Linked DNA regions of Sus scrofa: region 1 is linked to region 2. A link is a contact called in public Hi-C data. All regions are on one chromosome and are shown on one strand. Each heading gives the region's core, a stretch centred on a gene start, on an enhancer-like site or on the middle of the called end of the contact. The rest is flanking DNA. Distances are from core to core; before and after follow the strand shown. Region 1 has its middle 6.8 kb from the start of MC5R. Region 2 has its middle 47 kb from the start of MC2R.

The links. A called contact is a pair of places that touch in the nucleus more often than the background predicts.
Region 1: a Hi-C map of omental adipose tissue shows a contact between it and region 2, with 1.6 times the contacts expected there. The contact joins two enhancer-like sites. A contact is called at or near these places in 13 of 47 Hi-C or Micro-C datasets (embryonic fibroblasts, epiblast stem cells, fetal heart ventricle and 7 more).

Annotation. Positions count from the first base shown.
Region 1 is chr6:96,313,420-96,320,524 of Sscrofa11.1, reverse strand. No RefSeq gene overlaps it. Among named protein-coding and RNA genes, the nearest start is that of MC5R, 6.8 kb to the left of the region's middle. Within about 2 kb of position 4,079, at least 3 of the 83 cell types and tissues checked have an H3K27ac peak or open chromatin away from gene starts, as enhancers often do. A contact at or near this core is called in omental adipose tissue, where this site is marked.
Region 2 is chr6:96,190,850-96,197,983 of Sscrofa11.1, reverse strand. No RefSeq gene overlaps it. Among named protein-coding and RNA genes, the nearest start is that of MC2R, 47 kb to the left of the region's middle. Within about 2 kb of position 1,758, at least 2 of the 83 cell types and tissues checked have an H3K27ac peak or open chromatin away from gene starts, as enhancers often do. A contact at or near this core is called in omental adipose tissue, where this site is marked.

The sequences.
Region 1 (7,105 bases), core at 2,830-5,329, 120 kb before region 2:
GTACTTAGCCTGCTGCCCCATAGCACTCACCAGGTGCCAAATGAGGTCACCCAAGTGTGATCTGCCGGCAGAATCAAGCTTCAGCCCACGTGGTTTCACTGGCTCCACCTGGGGACTGGCTCTCCTTGGGCTAACTCGCCGCTCTGGGTGCCTCATGACTGCAGAGATGTCCTGACCTTCCTTTTCTACAAAGGCCTTCAAGGAAACGCTTTTAATCTGTATATAAATAGTGCCGAAGGAACCCAAGTGTTCACACAAGTCTCCGTTTGGAAGGAACTCTTGTAAACAGAGAATTGGTGCATATCCATAGTGAGCCAGTCCTTGGAACCCCAACAAAAGTCCCCGAAACAAAAATGCCCACATAACAACTGTGCAGTGTTGTATGTTAACTCTTTCTGCTTCTGTAGGAACTTGACTGGATGTAAAAAATATGTGTTCAAAGAATGGTTAATCAAATGAAAAGACCACACCCCCCCATGTGAACTGGTCATGATATCCAGGGGTTTTTGGTCTTCTAGCCAATTTGTCAGCAGCTGCTGCAAAATGAAAACGAACAAATATTGGTGAATCATGATGAAGTTTCTCGACAGTATTTCTCACCTGTAGGATGGCTATTTCTCAGTTCAAAATGACCTAACTCCTGAAAATAAATAAATTGTATACTTGAGACTATATCCTGTCTGCAAGTCTGTTTTCAGTAATCAAGTGCTGGGAGTATGTTACCTGTCAGTTCTCCGTGTGGGACCAGAGCCAGAGCCAGAGCCATTAGAGGGTCTCTGCCATCAAAGAGCTTTGAGTGTTTCAAGATGCCTGGAAACAGGCTCCACAACTCAAAGTGCTACATAGTTGCATGCGAATTGCTGAGGCACAGACCACCCAGGCTGTAGAGGGGGGCTGTGGTGCTTGCTCCCCTGGGGCTATGCCTGCCCTTCTTGTAGGTGGATGGCAGGTATGTGGAAGTTTTCCAGGGAGGGGTTGACTTTGAAACAGGAGTTAGTCTGTACATCAGGTCCACGCACGCTCCTCTTGATCTGGAGACCAAAAAACTTGAAAGGACAACTTATCTGATATTGTCCCAATAAATTGATGGTGCCCTGGGGGCCACACAGACACACTCTCCAAGGACAGAGTGAATGGAGAGGCCCGCCTTGGAGCTTAGCCACAGCCTGTGGCCAGTGCCGCCTTGGCACCCAGGACAGATCTCAGCCTGCTCGGGTTGTTGCACGTCTCACCTTTTTGCCCCTTTTTCTTGCTCTCATTGTCACTGTGTGCTTGAGTCTGTCGTACTCAGAGGGACAGTCCTGCTTTCAGCTTCCTTTCCCTGGGCCACTTCACCCAATTGAAAGGACTTGCTGAATCAGCTTCCTAGATCCATTCAGGGGATTTGCGATGGAGGTGAAAGCTCTCTCCCTTGATTTGATCCTGGTTCCAAATCTGAGTTTCAGTTGATCCATGTTATTCAACTTTCTTTTTTTTTGTCTTTTTCTAGGGCCTCACCCATGGCACATGGAGGTTCCCAGGCTAGGGGTCGATTCAGAGCTACAGCTTCCAGCCTACCCCACAGCCACAACAACGCCAGATCCAAGCCATGTCTGTGACCTACACCACAGCTTACAGTCCTTAACCCACTGAGCAAGGCCAGGGGTCAAACCTGCAACCTCATGGTTTATTAGTCGGATTTGTTAACCCCTGAGACATAAGGGAATTCCCCTGTTCAGCTTTCTTAATTCTTTCTCATTTGGGGGGCTGCACCTGGGCCAGGGATTTAATCCAAGCCGCAGCTGGGGCAACGCTGGATCCTGACCCTGCTGCGCCACCAGGGAACTCTTATTTCTCTCTTTTCCTTATTGGCCTGAGAAGAGCTGTGTCCTCTCTTTCTGAAGTCCCTGGCGCTGGGTTTTTCTGGGAAAAAAATTTTAAAAGATGGTTTCAAATGTATCACTAAAGATCCTATTTACTTCTTTATGCAATTGTGGTAAAATACACATAACAAAAGTTTACCATCTTAACTACTTTTAAGCCTGCAGTTCATGGGTGTTAAGTGCATTCCCATTGTGCTACCATCTTGAATCCTTTTCGCTCCTGCTGGCATTTTGGCAGCTCATCTCTTTCTTTTAAGATCTCATAAAATGCAGCCGGCAGCAGCTAATACACGTGACGGCTGTCCTGGGTCCCACTGTGTAACTCATAAGCGGCCCATCAGCCACACTCTCTTTCCCCCACGCAGCATTCACTGCCAGGCTTCCTCAATCTCTGAGCACCCATTTTTGGTTTTAATTCAGCCACTTAAGTATCAATTTCTGCCCCTATCAGAATAGTCTAGGCCAGAGCTTCTCAAACTGGACTAGCCACATAAAACATGAGGAGAGCCTGTTTGATTGAGAGCTGGTGACTCCAGAGCAAGAACTAAGAGTTTGCATTTTTAACAAGCTCCCAGGTGCTGTTGGTCAAAGGGCCCCACTCTGAGAACCAAGACTATGGTAGAAACATTGACTTAATGGGTCACTTTGTCATCGTGTTACGTGCTCCAGAACAAATGAGCCAGGAGTCTCCTAGTCACTCAGTGACCCAGGATGTTCTGAAGCCCCGTCCTGACATGTGAGTTTCTATTTCCATTCACATTTTCATTGCCAAGACCCACCCACCTGCTCACCAGCTCAGCATGATGCCTGGAGTGGGGCCATTCAGGGCCTTTGTCCTCAAGGAGCAAACAGGCCAAGAACCATTATAACATGTGTGCATGGGAAAGTACACTCTGTGCAACTGACAATGGACTTGGGTGACACAGTTACATCATGATGTATAATAAGAAATATGTACCATTCCTGCACAGAGTTCCTCTAACCTTTGGAATTTACAAAGTTACGAGATGGAGAAGGTGTATTTTGTTACGTTAATGAGGCAGTTTTTTGGAGTGCCCCTAAAGGATTTGGAATCCTAAGGACAGGGCAGTTCTCCAGAGGAACCAATCACATGATTAGATGGGTAGAACTTTCAGCCCCACCCCCTCCCCTGATGGTGGGAGGTTGAATTCAACTGCCAATTGCCAATGGTTAAAGCAGCCATGCCTGTGTCATGAAGCCCCCATAAAACCCCTAAAGGACGGGCCTCTGAGCACTCTGGTTGGTGACTGCGTGGACATTTGGAGAGTGGTGACTGCAGAGGGCAGGGGAGCTCAGAGCCCCCACCCTGGAGCAGCTCTGCCATCTGACTGTCCTGTTCCTGAGTTATATCCTTTTATTTATTATTTATTTATTTATTTGTCTTTCTGCCTTTTCTAGGTCTGCTCCCGCGGCATATGGAGGTTCTCAGGCTAGGGGTCTAATCGGACCTATAGCCGCCAGCCTACGCCAGAGCCACAGCAACACCAGATCCAAGCCGCATTTGCAAACTACACCACAGCTCACGGCAATGCCGGATCCTCAACCCACTGAGCAAGGCCAGGGATCAAACCTGCAACCTCATGGTTCCTAGTCAGATTCGTTAACCACTGAGCCACGACGGGAACTCCGAGTTATATCCTTCTACAATAAATGCGATGTGGAGTAAGTAAAATGTCTCTGAGTTCTGTGAGGCTTTCAAGCCCAAGGAGGGGGGTTTTGGGAACCTCTGCTTTATAGCAAGGTGGTTGCAGTACCGGTGACACTGGACCCTGATTGGTATCTGGCGGGCTGAGTCTTCACTCTGGGGGCTTTGAGGCTCCTCCGGCTCATCATGGCAGGGTTGGGTTGATTGTAGCACCAGGCTAGAGTCAACACTGCTTGGTGCTTGGTGCTGTATGAACATTCCCGCCTCAGGCAGGGTCCCAGTGGGAGTGGTGCTGACCCGTGCTCTCCACGTCGGCTGCACTGAACCCACAGTGGGGGTGGGCGCGGGGCAGAGTCTAGGGTGAGGGGTGGGTTTGGAAAAGCTCTTGAGAGGTTAGGCTCTTCCCCACTTCCCACTGAAGATCCACATTGCGTAACATTTGAGGGAGGAACTATTAGAACTAGTGAAGTCAGGAGATTAATATATGAGTGGTTACAAAAGGCCTTGAAGGATGGGCTGTGTTTCCAGAGCTGTGGAGGAGAGGGCAGCCCGGGACGGGCAATCGCCAGGGAGAATCTGATGCTTGCTAGTGGCGAAATAGCCTGCGAAGGCCAAGGATGTACATTGGGGCAAAAGTGAAAAATCACTGAAATGTGCTGGAAATTACAGATGTGGGATTACATGGGCCTTGAGAGCCTAAGAGAAGAATCTGTTTTACACTTGTAGGAACTAGGGTTCCTACAGTCACTGAGGGTGTTTCTTTTTCTTTTTCTTTCTTTTTTTTTTTTTTGTCTTTTTGCCATTTCTTGGGCCGATCCCGTGGCATATGGAGGTTTCAGGCTAGGGGTTGAATCGGAGCTGCAGCCACCGGCCTACGCCAGAGCCACAGCAATGTGGGCTCCAAGCCTCATCTGCAACCTACACTACAGCTCACAGCAAAGCCAGATCCTTAACCCACTGAGCAAGGGCAGGGATCAAACCCACAACCTCATGGTTCCTAGTTGGATTCATTAACAACTGAGCCACGATGGGAACTCCTCTTTTTCTTCTCTCTTTTAAAACACATGGCCATGATCCAATAATATCAGTTTGGCAAATTTGAGTGATGGCCAGGGGATGGGGGGAGGCTGTTGCAGGGGCCTGATGCGACCTAGGGCCTGCACCAGTGTGGGCAGGAAGTCAGGCGGAAGGCGGATCTCTCTGCCTAATGCCCGACCTGCCAAGTTCTCTGGAAGGGACTCGGTCCAGTGTGCCGGGACTGCTCCTGTCTTCTACATCACATTCAGAAAGATCCTGATAGGGCTTCAGCCTCAAGATTGGGTATAGCTCTGACTATCCCTTTCCCAGGATCTTTCCCATCGCAACTTGCTGATCTGTCCCATCCCTTCATATTCACCTATTTCCTCCTTTTTTCTTGCCTCGTTGTGCTCACTTGGAACAAATACACTTTTTAGAGCTGCCCGAGTCTAGTTCTAAGGCAAAGATTCACCCGTGTGTTTCCTGCACACTGACTTTGTCCTTGGCTGTGATGTGCATCTGGGGGAATAGCTGAGGCGCCTCTGCTGCCCCGAGAGCAAGCCCCACCCACAGCAGCAGGGCTGGCACAATGATCACAAAACCAGGATGAGGATGAGGAAAGCAGTGCTATGGAAATATCCACATCCTTAGGGCTCTCCCAAAGGAAACTTAAGCCCGGTTTCCTTTTGTGTCTTTTTGTGTCCTTCCTTCCCCCAACTGCTGATAACCAAGTGGGCATTGGCCTTGTCCCCCCTGCTGAGGAGTTGAACTCACCTGCTCCACACACCTGTCCCCAGCCTCTGCTCTTTGCCTCCTTTGTAGCTAAATAATGTCTGCTTCTAAAACGTGCCCCCTTGGCTTCCACGCACTCTGTCCTGTTCTGGGCCACTTCCAGTCCCTGGTTCTTCCTTCTCTGGTCCTTCCCACAGCGGGCCCTGCCGTGAGGTGGTACCTGCAGCGGTTTTCTGTGTATAAGCTGTCTCTCAGTCTTGTCCACTTGTGTCATTTAGACCTTCATCTCCGGGCAAACCCTCCACCTTGAGGCTTACCTTCTAAGCTTCTGCCTGGTGTTTTGGGGAGATGCAAACATCTCAACCTTTGCCTCCCACATTCCTCTTCTGCCTTCCCTCAGTCAGCAGTACTCTTTCCATAAGTGCAGAGACAGGGGGTCAGCTGGCTCCCCTCTTGCCCTTGCTGTCACTATAGAATCAGTTGGAAAATCCTATGGGGTCCAAGGCCCAAATGCCTATGCCTGATGGTGCCTTTATGTCCTTGCTGCCACAAACAGCTTTAAGTTATGTCAGAACTGCTGTGGTCCTAGCGCAGGTCAGGGAGAGCTGACCCCAGTGGAAACTGGCTGCTTCTTCTTACAGCCAGAGAGTAAGGGGAAGGGTAGTGGGGTCTTACTGATTAGCCAGGGGTCTGAAACTCTTCATTCCTGATAAGGGCCTGCCTGAGTGAGCCATCCCTTTATGGAGATAAGGAGAGCTTGCTAGCAGGTCACTTCATCTGAAGAGAGCCAGGCCTGCCATGAACATCAGCTCCACGTGTCATCCATTAGCTTAGCCTCAGGTTTTGTGTTTGAGCTGATATGCTGTGGCTTGAGTTTCACACGGGCTTTCTCCTCCTGTGCTGACTCCCTGGTAGTGCTGCTCTGGGGGTTCATTCCTCCTGCTCAGAGTCCTTGCTGACCTCTAGAGCTGGCCTAAGTACCTGACATACCTTCCCCTTCCTTGACCTCCCCAATATGAGCTAATCTTCCAATCCCCCCACTTACCCACAAAACCAGAGTACTCCCAGCACGGCTTGTGCTTTTTTTTTTTTTTTTTTTTTTTGTCTTTTGTCTTTTTAGGGACGCACCCAGGGCATATGAAGATTCCCAGGCTAGGGGTCCAATCGGAGCTGGATCCTTAACCCACTGAGAGAGGCCAGGGATCGAACCTGCAACCTCATGGTTCCTAGCCGGATTTGTTTCTATTGTGCCACGACGGGAACTCCGCTTATGCTTTTTTGTTTCCAGACTTCAAGCTGCTCATCTGGGGGGAACAACTCCCTCACATCCAAAGAGCATCTTGAGTCTCCTCCTTGAGAATCTCCATGTCACCCCCATGGTGGCAGAGCAGATGGCTTTCTGTCCCTTACCAGAACATAAGGCTTTCTGTGGAAAGGGACATGTATAGGTTAGGGCAATGATGGAGAGGGTCCAGATTTGATCTGCTCAGGACAGCAGCAACCAGTTACAAGTGGCAACCGAGCACTGAAATTATGGCCAGTGTGACTGAGGACCTTTTCGCTTAATGCATGTTTACATTTAAATAAGACATGTGCTACTCACCACTGTATTGGACAGCATAGACTTAGAATTTGGTTCACTATATAAAACAGAAAACCCCCAAACAACAGCAACTTACTCAACTTTCTCCTTTACAGAAAAAGGTCTGGAGGAAGACATTTTGAGGCTAGAATGGAGATCTAGGCTGCCGTAAAGAACCAAGGTTTATATCCTCAAGGCTACCTCATGGCCCAAGGTGGCTGCTGCGGCTCTAGCCCTCAGAGCTGC
Region 2 (7,134 bases), core at 509-3,008:
TGTCTGGGGAGCCTGGATTTGGGGTGCTTAGCTTTCCTTTGCTTTGGGAGGTTCACTTTTACAAACTTTCTGGTGAATCAGAAATCTGTTCTTTTATGGCTCATCTGTGAACCAGATTTACACGTAAAGCACAGCAGACAGATGGTGCTATGGACTGAATATCTTGGGTCCCCCAACCCCTAGCCCACAAATCCATAGGTGGAAGCCCTAATCCCCAGTGTGATGGTATTTGGAGGTGGGCCTTTGGGAGGTAATTATATGGTTTAGGTGCAGTAATGGGACCCCCATGATGGGATTAGTGCCCTTATAAGGGGATAAAAGAGACCAGAACTCTCTGTCTCTGCTGCTTGAGTATCTGTCGAGCCAATGCACTGTTACCCAGGAAGAGGCCCCCACCCTGACTCTGTTGGCGCCTTGATCACAGATGTTAGCCTCCAGAATGGTGAGAAAGAAACTGTGCTGTTTAAGTCCTCCCCACCGCATCATTCCGTTACAGTCTGAACTGACCAAGACTAGGTCTGAATCTAACGGAAAGAAATTGATTAAGGGCTTGTAAGTTTCTGTATGTGGTTAAATAAATAACCCAGGCACACAAAGGCAATTGAGAAGAGATGTAGCATTTAGGAAGGTGACTTGGAAATATCAGATGATTTGTTTTAGGCAAAAAGAACGCAAAAACAGGCATTAATGTGATGTGGTTCCTAAGAGAGCAAATTCAAGTTTGGGAACCTGGGGAGGGGTACATCAGTGTGAAGAATAATCCTGTTTGGTTTGGCTCTGGTCAGATCCAACCTAGACCATCCGGTCCAGATACCACAGTTTAAAATGGAAGATCGTGGCCAAGATGGTAACAGAAGCTTAAAAGGACACTTACTTTGAGAATGAGTCCTTTGACACAACATCGCAACTCAATTACACTTTAATTAAAAAAAAAAAAAAGATTGATGGAGTTCCCGTCGTGGCACAGCGGAAACAAATCCAACTAGGAACCATGAGGTTTTGGGTTCGGTCCCTGGCCTTGCTCTGTGGGTTAAGGATCCGGCATTGCCGTGAGCTGTGGTGTAGGTCACAGATGCAGCTCAGATCTGGTGTTGCTGTGGCTCTGGCGTAGGCCGGCAGCAACAGCTCCGATTCGACCCCTAGCCTGGGAACCTCCATATGCCGTGGGTACAGCCCTGAAAAGACAAAAAGGCGCAAAAAAAAAAAAAAAAAAAAAAAAAAAAAAGATTTGAGTCCTGGAAAGTGGCTGTGGGGCTAAGCCAAAGAGGCATAGAAAATCTGGGCTTGCATGTTACCCTACTCTTCCTCCCCTTCTCCCCGATTCCCATTATTTCTTAAAATAGTCAAAACGTGATGCTGGAAACCTGTTACAGGTTGAATTGTGTCCCTGCAAACCCTAACCTAAGGACCTCAAAATGTGACTGTATTAGGAGATAGTGTCTTTAAAGAGAGAATTAAGAGGAAAATGAGGTCATTAGGGTGGGCCCGATCTAGTAAGACAGGCATCCCCATAAGAAGGGACACTGAGAGAGACGCAGGAAGGCACGGTCTGCAAGCTCAGGAGAGAAACCAAACCTGCCAACCCCTCGATCCTGGACTTTCCCTTCCAGAACCATGAGGATGTAAGTTTCTGTGTTTCAAGCCCCCCACTTGCTGGTCAGATGGGCTGTTCCTCCACCTACCTGTCACGAGTGTGTGATCTTCTGCGGGTATAGGCAGCTCAGAAGGGAAGCACAGGTGACTGACTTCTCACCTGAGACCCCTTCCTGTGCAGCTCAGCTTCTACACACTTTCTCCAAAGTTCTCTGTCATTGTCCTGCTACCTATTCGGTTTCCTGCACTTAAGGTCTTGGAGTACACTTGCCAAAACCAAAAGGGGGCTTTATTGGACAAGAACCAACATCTTAAAGGTAAGCAATGGAACAGAGGTGCCAGAGCCCCAGGAGATGCAGGGGGCCAGCAAGTGTATCGCTCTATGCCCCCTCTCACCTCTCATATCCTTGCAGCTGTTTTAGTTCTTCACATGTGGGTATTTCCCCTCCTCCTTCTCTGTAGATCTTTGGCAAGAAATCAGTGTCCCCACCCTCTTCGAAGTAGACCCAGAAAATTTACCTGAAACAGGCATTTGTTTAAAAAAAAAAAAAAAAGTTGTTTTGACCATTTTTGTAATCTCCCATGGGGCAGAAATACTGACTGGATCTTCCAAAATATGAAATACTTTCACTTTTTTGTTTGTTTTTGGCCAGGACCACAGCATGCGGAAGTTCCTAAGCCAGGGATTGAACCCACACCACAGGAGCAACAATGATGGATCCTTAACCTTAACCTTAGCCACAAGAGAACTCCTATTTTCACTTTCAGATTTTAGAAAATCAGTCATTTAAAAAAAAAAAAAAAAAACAACCTCCCTGAGCAAAACAAAATCTCTCTGATTTCAGTCTTTAAGCAGCTATTTAGGACTTTTAGCTTCAAAAAGAACAGGACACTTGGAAAGAAGTCAGGCAGCAAATGCACTAAAACTATCATTCCAGAATATACCTAATACTTGTCTGAAATAATACACTTACTTGTTTGTTTTGTTTGTTTTTGTTTTTCACCTTTTTCTAGGGCTGCTCCCATGGCATATGGAATTTCCCAGGCTAGGGGTTGAATCGGAGCGGTAGCTGCCAGCCTATACCACAGCCACAGCAACGCTGGATCCGAGCCGCCTCTGCAACCTACACCACAGCTCACTGCAACGCCGGATCCTTAACCCGCTGAGCAAGGCCAGGTATCGAACCTGCAACCTCATGGTTCCTAGTCAGATTCGTTAATCGTTGAGCCACGATGGGAACTCCATACACTTACTTGTTTTTAGTTAATGTGATGCATTAACAACACACACATAAAGCTTTTGGGAAATGGCTGTGGTTATAAAGTATCTTATAAAGATATTTGTTCCACAAATACTTTAACACATGATTGAGAGGATCAGTGTTTTCACTTCTTAGTATTTTAAAACTCTTAAATCTTAACATGGAAGATTATAATGGAAAAACATAACATCCTCTATTTTTTCAATTACTTTATCTCAATTACCAGATACTACCATAAATGACAGCATCCATGCACAAGCGAAGGCTCAAATATAATTAAAATTCCTCTTTTCTAGGATTAAAGTTTCTTGAACAGTCACTAACATGTACAAACTACAAAAGCAAGGGAATCCTTAAGTTAATTCCATGCATGAGTCAATATTCAACATTTCTTTTTAATTACAGTAAATCAGAATTGTAAGCTCCATATACACATAAAAGAGAATGTATCTTTCTCTTTGGTTAAGGAGAGTTATAGTGCTTCAAGAACACAAAGCAAAGTGAAAAATTATCTGTTCATTTGGTTAATGTAAACAGTTGGATAAATGACATACTTAATGCATTTTAGGTCTGAATTATTTTGTTTGTTTTTCTACATTGGACAGATTGCCATCATAAAGATTTAAGGACTTTTGGGGGTTTTTTTGTTTTTTGTCTTTTTGGCATTTCTTGGGCCGCTCCCGAGGCATATGGAGGCATATGGGGTCAAATCGGAGCTGCAGCCGCCAGCCTATGCCAGAGCCACAGCAATGAAGGATCCAAGCCAAGTCTGCAACCTGCACCACAGCTCACGGCAACGCCAGATCGTTAACCCACTGAGCAAGGGCAGGGACCAAACCTGCAACCTCATGGTTCCTAGTCAGATTCGTTAACCTTTGAGCCACGACGGGAACTCCGGACTTTTGGTTTTGAGCAGAAGAGTGGCATTTCAGGGTTCTGATTTTTAAGACTGCCCTGGTTGGTGTGTTGAAAATAGACTGTAGGACACACAAGCATGGCATCAGGGAACCCAGGGAAGGCTTTCGCAGTCATAGGGAGACACTGCTGGGATTCAGACCAAGGGGACAGGGGTGTCATGAGACGTTTGGATTATGGACTCGCTCTGACAGTGCAGACAGCAGGATTTCCCCAGAGACTGGATGTGGGTTGAATGAAGCTCAGTTGGAGGGTGGAGTTGCCATGACCGAGACAGGGAGACTGGGAAAATCGGGACACTTGTTTTCAACACGTCCAAGCTGCTCCTTCTCGGTGGGGAAGTTGAATTGTCCATTACAGAGTCAAGTCTGGGATTCATGGGAGAGATTTGGGCTAGTGATAGCATCTTGAGGAGTTTCAGGGTCTGCATTGTGTTCAATACCACCTAGGCAGTGAGTATAGAGAAGGTCTGTGAAGGACAAGATAGGAAGCCCTTAAGCACTGGAGGGGTGGGTCATGTGGAAGAGCTAGCCTGAGAATCAGAGAAAGTGGGAGGAAGACCAACAGTGCGGCACCCCAGAAGCTGAGCAAGGAAACATTGCAAGGAGTTCAGCCCTCAAGTTCCAAGCTTTGGATTATGGGGGCCCCTTTAAGCTGACCTGTGCATCCTTCCAGCATGGCCCCATCACTTTCTTTTTCCCTTCTTTCTTTCTTTCTTTCTTTCTTTTCTCTCTTTCTTTCTTTCTCACTTCATTTCTTTTAGCACACAATGTTCCAGACTCCTCTTGGATCCTGGAAAGTCCTTCTTTTCTTCTGCCAGTGTTCTCTCTTTCTCTAATAACTTTAATTTTACATTTTATAAGTAACTTTTATTACACTTTTCATTAGAAAATTTAAAGTGATTCTTACTAAAACTTTTAAAAATGATTTTTTATAAACTACCATGCAGCATTTGGAAAATTCCTTATTTTTCTTTTGGAGGAGAAGTGCAAGTGTCCTGACATTTTCTGTGACTTGACTTATCCATCCAGTATCCCACTGCAGAGTCGTTAGTGGGTCCATCAATGAAGAGTCTCTGAAGAGCAGATTTTCCTGTCTTTGAACCCAGCCCTGCTGCATAATGAGACAAGGCAGCCCCTAGTCCTAACAATATGGAAATCTCCTCTTAGAATGTCACATGAAAGTCTAGACAGAGGCAAAATTGTATGGGGTAGGGGGCGGGTCAATGGTTTTCTGAATTTTCTGTGTCCGTTGGTAATAGGTCAGAAGCCAAGGAAGACCTTTACCTCTTTTCTTTGCAGCAAAGGTCAGCTTTGAGTGGTTCCTAAGCTGGAATGACCAACCAAAGTTTGCCATTTTTAGAGAAAAACATAACTCCTTGCTGGATTATAGCATCAGAGATTGGCCTTAAAAATAGTGTTTTGTTTTCTTGGAGACAGAAATGTTTCAAATGCTAAATTTCTTTGGAAAAGAAGGACAAAGTTCAGTTGAAAAAGCTGACAACCGTATTTCTGAGAAGAAACCCTAAGGGTGTTCAAGGAAAAACAGTAAAGTGATGCAAGTTCTTTAAGTTAGAAAACAAACCGACCTGACCTGGTGAGAGGAATCATTTAGAAAAGCACCACGTGCTCCAACAGCATTGCATTGCAGGCATTAAGGGCAGGATAGATTTGTATTTTTTGAACCAAATATTTAGGAGTTCTATTGCAATGCAGCAGGTTAAGGATCTCCTGTTGCTGCAACTGCAGTGTGGATTCAGTGCCTATTCTGGGAACTTCCACATGTGCAGGTGCGACTAAAATGCAACAAAACAAAAAACTGGAACAAACAAAAAAAGTAAACTGGAGCAGTAGACCATCGCCTGGTCCCGATGGCCCTGAGAGGCCACAAGAGTAGGAGGAGAGAACAGGATGGGACTGTGGCTGAAGGGCAGCTCCTAGCAAGGACCCCACCCCCACCCCCAGCTTACCTCTTGTGGCCAAACTTGGTGTCTTTTCATGGTACTGCTACATGCAGCATAAGTCCCTCCAGGTTCCCATGCAACCTGGCTCATCGCCCATGGTGATTTTTTTTTTTTTTTTTTTTTTTTTTTTGTCTTTTTGCCTTTTCTAGGGCCACTCCCACGGCATGTGGAAGTTCCCAGGCTAGGGGTCAAATCGGAGCTGTAGCCACCAGCCTACACCAGAGCCACAGCAACGCAGGATCCAAGCCGCATCTATGAACTACACCACAGCTCATGGCAACACCAGATCCTTAACCAGATCCTTAACACCAGATCCTTCGAGGCCAGGGATCGAACCCGCAACCTCATGGTTCCTAGTCGGATTCGTTAACCACTGAGCCATGACTAGAACTCCCCCCATGGTGATTCTGCTCATGACCTTCGGTTATGGAGTAGCTGGTGGTGACCACTGGATCACGCTCCTCCATAGCAACACAAAGTATTTGTCAAGTGAGCAATGAACTCTCCTTTCATAGCAGAACAAAAGAAAAATCACCTGTGCTTCAAGCAGACCGTTTCCACATCTAGATTCGACCTGGGGCCTCTGAGAATCATCACCAGTCACTAGGATGCTATTTGCAATATTTAATACAACAATGAAGGTAGCAGCATTCTATTTATTGGGTAAATACTTTACACTGGAAAATATATGGAATGATTTGTAGGTATGTTTCCATTCACTTCATGGAACAACCCCTCACTAAATGATGTTATTGTTGTGTAAAGCCATTCAGGAATTGTGCAGTCCATGCTGTTATCTGGGTGCTTCAGAGAGGCACTACAGCAGTAGAACTGTCCCCACCCCAGGGAGGCCCCCAAGATCCTGCTCACTTACAAGCTTTGAGTTGGGGACTGTGAGAAGTGGACTTCCTGGGGGCATGAGGACCCAGGAATCAGACTCGCCTTGGTTTGAATCTTGGCCACTCACTCTGTGATCCTGGCCAGTACTAAAAGCACCCTAAGTTTTGTCTAGAAAACAAGAAGGAAGCTCAGGTGGGCTGGGGAGTCTGCCTCCCACCCACTTCTCTACCTTGTACAATAAAAAGTGGATTTTTGGAGCTGAAAGTAATTGAGATGTAGATGGCTATGGAAAGAGAAGCAGGCCAAGCATAAGGAGAAGGGTTCAAAGCCAGGCCAGCACCCAGCAGACACTGAGCATGGTCACCTTGTGCCCACTTAGATAATTAATAATTATTGCTAATCATTCACTGGAATTATCGGGGCCCCTGCCTGCCCTTAAAGCTGTGTTAACACACATCATTTCATGTAATTCGACACACGGCTCAATGGCATACGGAAGTTCCCAGGCTCGGGGTCGAATTGGAGCTGCAGCTACCAGTCCACACCACAGCCACAGCAACA